Regions from separate parts of the Mus musculus genome. Here all the other regions are linked to region 3. Evidence: chromatin contacts called from public Hi-C data. All regions are on one chromosome and are shown on one strand. The core of a region is the stretch at or near the end of the contact, and the rest is flanking DNA. Distances in the headings are between cores, read along the strand shown.

What was found. Hi-C and Micro-C count contacts between places; a contact is called where the count stands out from the background.
Region 1: a Hi-C map of CD8 T cells shows a contact between it and region 3, with 2.7 times the contacts expected there. A contact is called at or near these places in 3 of 39 promoter capture datasets (the C10 cell line, hippocampal neurons and neural stem cells), 23 of 484 Hi-C or Micro-C datasets (the AML12 cell line, B cells, the C10 cell line and 13 more), 12 of 130 datasets of targeted methods (the 230-238 cell line, embryonic hindbrain, embryonic limb bud and 6 more) and 4 of 9 other capture datasets (adipose tissue, embryonic stem cells, liver and 1 more).
Region 2: a contact with region 3 is called in a Hi-C map of CD8 T cells, with 1.9 times the contacts expected there. A contact is called at or near these places in 3 of 484 Hi-C or Micro-C datasets (CD4 T cells, CD8 T cells and regulatory T cells), 5 of 130 datasets of targeted methods (CD8 T cells, the NIH/3T3 cell line, embryonic stem cells and 2 more) and 3 of 9 other capture datasets (adipose tissue, liver and pancreatic islet).

Annotation. Positions count from the first base shown.
Region 1 is chr19:32,171,115-32,173,902 of GRCm38.p6, forward strand. All of the region lies in intron 5 of Sgms1 (sphingomyelin synthase 1), which reads right to left. Among named protein-coding and RNA genes, the nearest start is that of Asah2, 69 kb to the left of the region's middle.
Region 2 is chr19:32,270,643-32,273,342 of GRCm38.p6, forward strand. The region is part of intron 3 of Sgms1 (sphingomyelin synthase 1); the gene reads right to left. Among named protein-coding and RNA genes, the nearest start is that of Sgms1, 120 kb to the right of the region's middle.
Region 3 is chr19:32,405,617-32,408,316 of GRCm38.p6, forward strand. No RefSeq gene overlaps it. Among named protein-coding and RNA genes, the nearest start is that of 2700046G09Rik, 18 kb to the left of the region's middle.

The DNA of each region.
Region 1 (2,788 bases), core at 242-2,741, 230 kb before region 3:
CATTCCTCCCCAACAGGAGTTCAACCAGGTAGTAAAACTGCAAGACTTACAAGCTCTGTTTCCTGGGCCATCAACTGACACTCTCTTCCCAGTCCCTTTATGATTTTAACGTACATGTCATTAGCAATACAGTTCTTGTTATATAGCCGAGCTATCCTGCAATCTCACAAGACCATTTCTAGGACCCCAAGGAAGTATAAAAAGCCTAAATGACAGAGACCATCATTTCCTAGAGAGATTAGCCCTAAGAGGTTCATTGGAAATTCATCCTTGTCGTGTATAAAACTTTAGTAAGCTTTATCTCAGTACAATGAAATGAGACCATCAATGGTGATTACCAAATTACAATTAAATTATAAACATAGAAACTGTCAAACTCGTTAACAAAAAGTATGCTAAAATAATTTTAAATAGATACTATCTCAAGAAAGCATGGGTAGGCTGTTCTCCATTGGACAAAATAAGCTCTGTCCTCTTAGGAAGACCTACATGTCCATCACTACGGTGTGTTACACGGAAAGAACAGAAGTTCAAAGTAAGTATAAATGTTTTCTCGGGTCCACAAGTGTTTAAAGTCTCTACCAGTAACACAGACGGTACAATTATATAAATCATAGCTTTAAAGCTACAGGCAAAATACTCCAAAATAAAAAAATAAGCAATACATCACAGGATAAGATTTTTTTTCATGATATAGATCACAAACATGAACTGTTCTTCAGAATCTGATAAAGAGTTTAAATAAACAGGGCTTACAAATCTTCTAGTTCTATACATATATAAAACACATACCATGTATCGGGCTAGGGACACACACACACACACACACGTTCAATCTCATTAGCTAGAAACAATTACACAGTGGAAGACGTAATGCTTTGGTTATTGAGTTGGCAAAGATGAACCATCTAAACATGAGGCAGTGTTACCAAAGTCCCAGGTCTGTGCATTCCACGGCTGAGCAGGCCAGGAAACCATCCCTCACTTCCGTTTCAATCATGAAGGTTCGGGCACACTACTCTTCACCAGACTGGCCCCCGTGTTGTACCTGTGCAGAGCCCATGCCCCTCAAGCCCCCTCAAGCCCTGACTGTGACTCCTATCTTTGAAGTCGTGTTCTTAGAACAAAATGCATACTACATGGCTACATGTCGCATAAGCCCTTTCTGCTTTATGATGGCTGAGTCCCACCTCTATAATGGTGCTACCCTGGTCTGTTTCCAGTTATTGCTTCAGAACTGTGTGCAGACCATAATTACACCATTTCTTGCTTTTAAATCTGTTTGAACAGGGGCCTTAGTCACTGTTCTGTTGCTGTGAAGAGACACCATGCCCCAGACAGCTCTTATGAAAGAATGCATTCAATTGGTGGCTTGCTTACAGTTTCAGAGATTTGGTTCATTATTATCATGGCAGCTTGCATGCAAGGCACTGGGGCAATAGCAGAGACCTACATCCTAATCTGGAGGAAACACTGGGTGTGGCTTGGACTAAGGAAACCTCAGAGCCCACCCCAGAGACACACTTCCTCCAACAAGGCCACACCTTCTAACACTTTCAAATAGTACCACTCCCTGATGACTAAGCATTCGAATTTGAGCCTAAGGGGCCATTCTTATCCAGACCCCACAGTAGGAAAGGTAAAACGCTGAGCACTCAGGGCTTCTGTTTAAGGCTTGCTTACACCTTTAAAAATGCATTGTATTTCTTTATTATTTTGTGTGGTTTTGTGTAGGCATATGCACGTCATAGGTCTATGTGGAGATCAAAATACAACTTAGAGGTTTTCTTCTTCCACCCTGTGGTTTCTGGGGAATTGAATGTAGGTCCATCCGGCTTGGTGGGCAAGCGCCTTTACCCACTGGACTATGTTCTGGGCTTAAAAATGTATTTCCTTGCCGGGCTTGGTGGTGCACGCCTTTGATCCCAGCACTCGGGAGGCAGAGGCAGGCGGATTTCTGAGTTCGAGGCCAGCTTGGTCTACAGAGTGAGTTCCAGGACAGCCAGGGCTACACAGAGAAACCCTGTCTTGAAAAACAAACAAACAAAAAAAAACCAAAAAAACAAAAAACAAAAAACCAACCCCCCCCCAAAAAAACAAAAAATGTATTTCCTATTTCTTTTCCTTCTCCTCACCACTCCCTCTCCCCCTCTTCTTTTTAAGTGAGAGAGGTCTCAAGTAGCCCAGGTCCTATGTTGCCTGGGATGGCTTTGAACTTCGTAGCCACTGCCTCTACTTCTGGTCTGAGGGGATTACAGCCTTTGGCACCACACTCAATTTTTGATTTTTGGTTTGTTTTTCTTTTTTTGACTACTGCAGATTGAACCATGGCTTTGTATATGCTGGGCAAATGTTCTACCAACAAAGCTAAGCTCCTTCTCCAGAGAAAAAACACCCTTAATTTCTTAACTTTACAGAAGGAATTAAGCGTCCCACTGCTTTTCTGAAAGGAAAGGGCTCACAGAGGGACCCTGAGTTTTCATTCTTTATTAAAAGGGGACACAAAAACTGACATTACACAAAAAAATTATACATTATCTGAACAGCAATGAATTAAAAACTGAACACTGCAGTTTATCTAACCGTATGAATACTTATCTTTTATAGAAAATGAACCCCCCCCCCCACTCTTTTCAATGCTATCTAAATCCTCTTTGGCAGTGTTATTTAATCAGATTTTAAGGGCTAGAGATGTGGGTCAGTGGCTGAGCACTTGCCTAGCATTTGCAAGGCCCTCCTCAGCTTAAACTTCAGTAACAGAAAAAGAAAGAAAGGGGGGACTGGAGAA
Region 2 (2,700 bases), core at 184-2,683, 130 kb before region 3:
GAGACAGGGTTTCTCTGTATAGCCCTGGTTGTCCTGGAACTCACTTTGTAGACCAGGCTAGTTTTGAACTCAGAAATCTGCCTGCCACTGCCTCCCAAATGCTGGGATTAAAGGTGTGCGCCACCACCGCCCAGCACAAAACATCTTTTTAAATGTGAAAAACCGAGTGTAGCACTGCAGTCTAGCACTTAGATCAAACTACTGAGTGATACTTTAAGTCCCATCAGTATACTGTTTCTAAGTCCTTATAAGATACTTTGTCTTGTTAGGTGCCTCAGACATTTCTAGAAGGTGTGAGATTGAAGCCTCACTTTCAAAGAGGTTAGAAAATTTGTTAAGAGCCTCTGAGAAGGCCAACAGATTAAAACAAAGCAAAACAAAACAAACAAACAAAAAAATCCTCTTTGAAGTTCGTCAATGCCAGAACCCACAATGGAAGGAGAACTGACCGCCAAAGGTTGTCCTTTGACCTCTACATGCACACAGTAGCACATATGTACACAAACGTATATACATGAACATACACATGTACATGTACACGCATACATACATAAATGTGCACAAACTATAATGCTGAATTAAAATGTATGTTTTTATAGAAATGAAAAATACAGTAACGTGGCAAGATACATGGTATCATTAAAATTTTGGGGGGCTTAGGATTACTTGCTAGATAATTATATATAATAACATACACAATTATAGTTTTGAATACAGGTATTTAACAAAATTGGCTGTCTTGTTTCACAGTCCATTTGTGTTGTGTTTTGTTATGTATATGGACTGGGTGGAGAGAGAAAGGGTTGGAGTTTTTCCACCTGTTTGAGCAGAAGGCTTCCTTTGTGGGTGGTAACTGAACCTCCCCTCCACATGATACTGGCAATTTGGAAATGTCTGGAGTAGGCATTGCTTCCTCATTACATCAACATATCATTGGCCAAGCCCTCATCGCGTCTTTAGAATGCCCTCCTCCCACGAGGCTGCTCACTAGACATAAACAGTCTGTAGATACGGCAAATCAAAAACACTTAACCTGCATAAGCTTACAGTCAGTAAACCAATGACATGAGCAGCTACCTCCAGTCTCTCCTGCAATGGAAAGATCCACAAATGAGAAAAGACATTGCAAAACAGAACAGCAAGAGAAGTAAAGGAAGCTACAGGCCTGGGCTCATTCCACTGCTAAGCGCTTAAAGGCTGAGAGCGGGATAGACGCAAGGAGTGCCTGGTGATTTCCATCTACCCACAAGGCAAAAGAAACCAAGAGCAAGCTGACTGCATTCTCTCCAAGCTATGATGAGTAGCCATGTCCCTCGTCAACTGCTCATCCCTGCCATGATATTTTTAAAATTCTCTGTACAACTGTGTGGATCAGCGTTTTTCACTAAGAATGCCATGGGGCTAGGGCAAAACCACTTTCTCTTTCAGTCTTCAGATGCTACTGTCAAGGGTGCCTCACAGGCTTTTTCTAAGGGGCGCCACAGAATACACAAACTCCTCTGTTATATCAATCGCCACAAACCTGGATAAACTTGTTCACAGGTCAGAAAATGAACCTGACACTGAAATAAGATTCTCAGCACTCATCAAGCTGCCTTATGGCATGAGGAGAATGAGAACAGAAAGGCAAGGTTAACCCACGTCCGAATCTCAAGTCAAGTTCTATTCATGTAAAACCACGACCTTAGGGAGGGAGGGGGACAGAAGCATCAAGATCAATCACTTTAAATCCTCACAGAATAAGGTGGAGGCAAAAAAATCGCCCCATCTCCGCAGGAATGCAGAGTACTCCCTTGCTAAGATGAGAACCCCAAGCTGGGAACCCCATTTGCAATGTCTCCCAAAACCCCAGTCCTGTGAGTAAAATGTGACAAACCCACCTTTCTTTGTCACTAACAAGGAAGTAACTGGGCTAGAGAGAAAAATTTGCAGGCTTGTGTGAAAAACAGCCAAACGCTGTTTTTCCAGAAGAGCTGGCTCAGAGTGCACTAATCTCTGTGCCCTGGGTTAAGATGCAGCATCTGGCTCCCAGGTCTCCACTGAAAAAAGTAGAGCTTGCAGCCTGCTCTCCACTGATAACGGTGAGAGCACGCCATGGCACTTCCTGTTCCCATCCCACCCACATCTGGAGGGAACACTCAGAACTGTGCACAGGCTCATCATGTTGATACATATGTTGAGGCTGAGCAGGTTATTAGGATATTTCACCAAGAGAGAGAAAGAATGCCAGGCTAGCCAAGTTGCACACATGATACCATTCTTCTTTGTAGCTAGAACCTGGAGTGTGAGAATATGTTACACATGTTGAGAAAAAGAGTCTTTGCCAAGAGTCTGACCAGAGGCCATGTTTCCTCTGGTCAAGACTGGAACACACAGTACCAAATATGGACGCACACCAAAAATTCATGCAAAATATCTGAAACCAGGGTGTGTAATAGGGCTCTGCCGGGCCTCTCCCATGGGGATCTGATGAAGCAAGTCTGGGTATCTGGGTGGTGCCTGAGAATCTTTGCTTTTAACAAGCACCTGAGGAACGGTATAAGCTCAGGCAAGTCTGGGGAACACTAGTAGACAATCATGCTCAGGCTACAGCCCTTAATAAGAGCACCAATTATGTACATTATAATAAATGCAAACAATAGCAAATAATGGTCTTCTTATACAATACTACTGTTGTGACAAGAGTCACTTTAAAGAAAG
Region 3 (2,700 bases), core at 90-2,589:
CCAGGTACCTGACATCACCAGAATGAGATAGTATTTGTTCTTAGCATAGGAAGTAGCATTTTCCCAGAGACTATGAAGGCTGAATCTACCTTCCTCCATTTTTAGACATGAAGACATTGACACCCAGTGACTGCAGGCTGTAAATCATGTACCACAGGGAGTAAAAAGGCTACCTTGCTTCCCACATTGAGGCCTAAATCAGTGGCAGCACTCTGACTTTCCCACACTCTGATTTGAAAGGCAAAACCTGTTTCCTTGGCAACAGATACACACAACAAACCAACTTGGGAGCAACTTAAGTTACTATGTGTCCTGTGGTTCCCCCTTTCCCATGTTTCATTTTTAAAGAAGACACCATCAACTGAGTCGAGGAGAGGACGACATTTTGGAGAGTGTCCACAACGTGTCTGTCATGCTAAACACCATAAGTGAACTGGAAAGTGCCTAGTCTCTAAAAGGCAGTTTTCCGTGGTCTTTGTGAGTTGTCAAGAATATTCATAAGAGGTTCCCACAGATTTAGGCTAATGTGAACATCCCAGCACACATTAATCTGGGAACAGTTAACTCTATGTGAAAGGCACTAATACACGCTTGCGTTTACTTTGCACAGTTATTCTTTTACGATGTTCATAGTTCTATGAGGCAGAGACTATAATTTAGCCCCATTTCACAGATGAAGAAACAGGTAATGTCGTGTTAGCAAGCCTTCATTGCTGTGACAAAGTAGCTAAAGAAACAATAATTTATTTTAGCTTGTGGCTGGAGAGGTTCACAGTGATGAAGACACCTGGGTAGAGTGGATCAGCTTCCATCATGGCGGCCAGGAAGCAGAGAGAAAGGAAGAGAGTAGGGAGTAGGGAGCATTTATTTGTTTGTTTACTTATTTTGGTTTTTCGAGACAGGGTTTCTCTGTGTAGCCCTGGCTGTCCTGGAACTCACTCTGTAGATCAGGCTGACCTCGAACTCAGAAATTTGCCTGCCTCTGTCTCCCAAGTGCTGGGATTAAAGGCAACTGCCACCATGCCCGGCTAGGGAGCATTTATAACCTTCAAAGGCATAAGCCCGCAGTACAGGGGAACGCCAGCGCCAAGAAGTGTGAGTGGGTGGGTAGGAGAGCAGGACGGGGGTAGGGTATCGGGGACTTTTGGGATAGCATTTGAAATGTAAATGAAGAAAATATCTAATAAAAATTGAAAAAAAAGGCATAAGCCCCCCCTTCTCCTCCTTCTCCTCCTCCTCCCTTGGTGATGTACTCCCCCCTCCCAGCTAGCCCCGCCCCCTAACAGCACCACTTCCTCCCAAATAGCAGCAGCATCTGGGGACCAGGCAGTCAGCATGTGCACCTAGAGGTACTTTCATATTCGACCCACAAGTGTGTATATGGTGAATATAACGTTTGAACAAATGCCCCAGACAGTTTGACAGCAGCACAAGGGAAAGTGTCTATGATACACAAGAGACACGAGGACCAAGTATCCCTGGCTCCTGCCTCCTTCGAGATACTGGGGAAGCTTTCTCCGGGTCAAGCACGTTTTTCATTGTCCGCAAGTAGAAAGGGACTGTTGTTTCCTCCTTTGGAAAGATAATCAAGGAAAATGAAAAGCCCATCTCTGTTTTATTTCTTACTTCTCTTTTCAATAACCACAGCCCCTTTGGGGTTTGCACAAGCTGTTGTTCTTTGAGTCTTCCAGCCACAGATCTGCTGCTTGCTTTCAAAGTTGGGGGGTTAGGGGACAGAGACAGAGATAAAAGCCTCAGTCCATGATGGTAGGGAGAGCTGTGTGGAATAGGTTAGCATCGATTATGGCAGCCAAGAAGCAAAGAAAGAGAAGAAGAGACCAGGGACTAGGTATAACCTTCAAAGGTGTAGCTTCCAGGGATGTCTTTTTCATCTAGGTACTGTGGCTGGTTAGATGCACACACACACACACACACACAGAGAGAGAGAGAGAGAGAGAGAGAGAGAGAGAGAGAGAGAGAGAGAGAGAGAGAGATTGCTCCTATTTCAAGATGTTATATTATAAACTCAACCATCAAAACCACTCCAAGAAGGGTTGCATTCACTTTATATATTTGCTACATTATGTGTGGGGTAGGGAGGGAATATGGGCCATTTATTTTATTTCCTTTGTATAATGGTGATATAATTTCAAATTTAACAGCCCATCACACAATTCTATTCATTATTTCCCACCAGAAACCCTGCTAGGAGACAAAATAAATAACTTGTGAAACTTCATTCCTCAGCCCTGGGATTTTTTTTTTAAATAAAATGACTTATGTATTGAGACAAATTGTACACTTTAAAACCCTTTACTATCCCCCTGGCAATGGGGCAACGAGACACTTTGGTGATTGTAATGTTTTTATGTCAGTCAGGGGCAGAGCTGATGGCAATCTTTTGTTCATCCTAGCTTGATGCCTGGCTTGGTGGCCAAGGCTGTTTCGTGCCTGGGACACATGAAAATCAAATCAAATCAAATTCAGGCAGTACAGAGCTAGAAGAGGAAGACAAAACTGTGTTCTGCCATGTCATGCTATGCAGACTGGGAAAGATGCCTACAGACCTGTCTTCCAAAGACCCACAGTACAGGCAGACCATAGACACACAGAACCCTGCCTACCATCACACAGTGAAACATGGGAAGAAGACACACACACATGCACACACACACACACACACACACACACACACACACA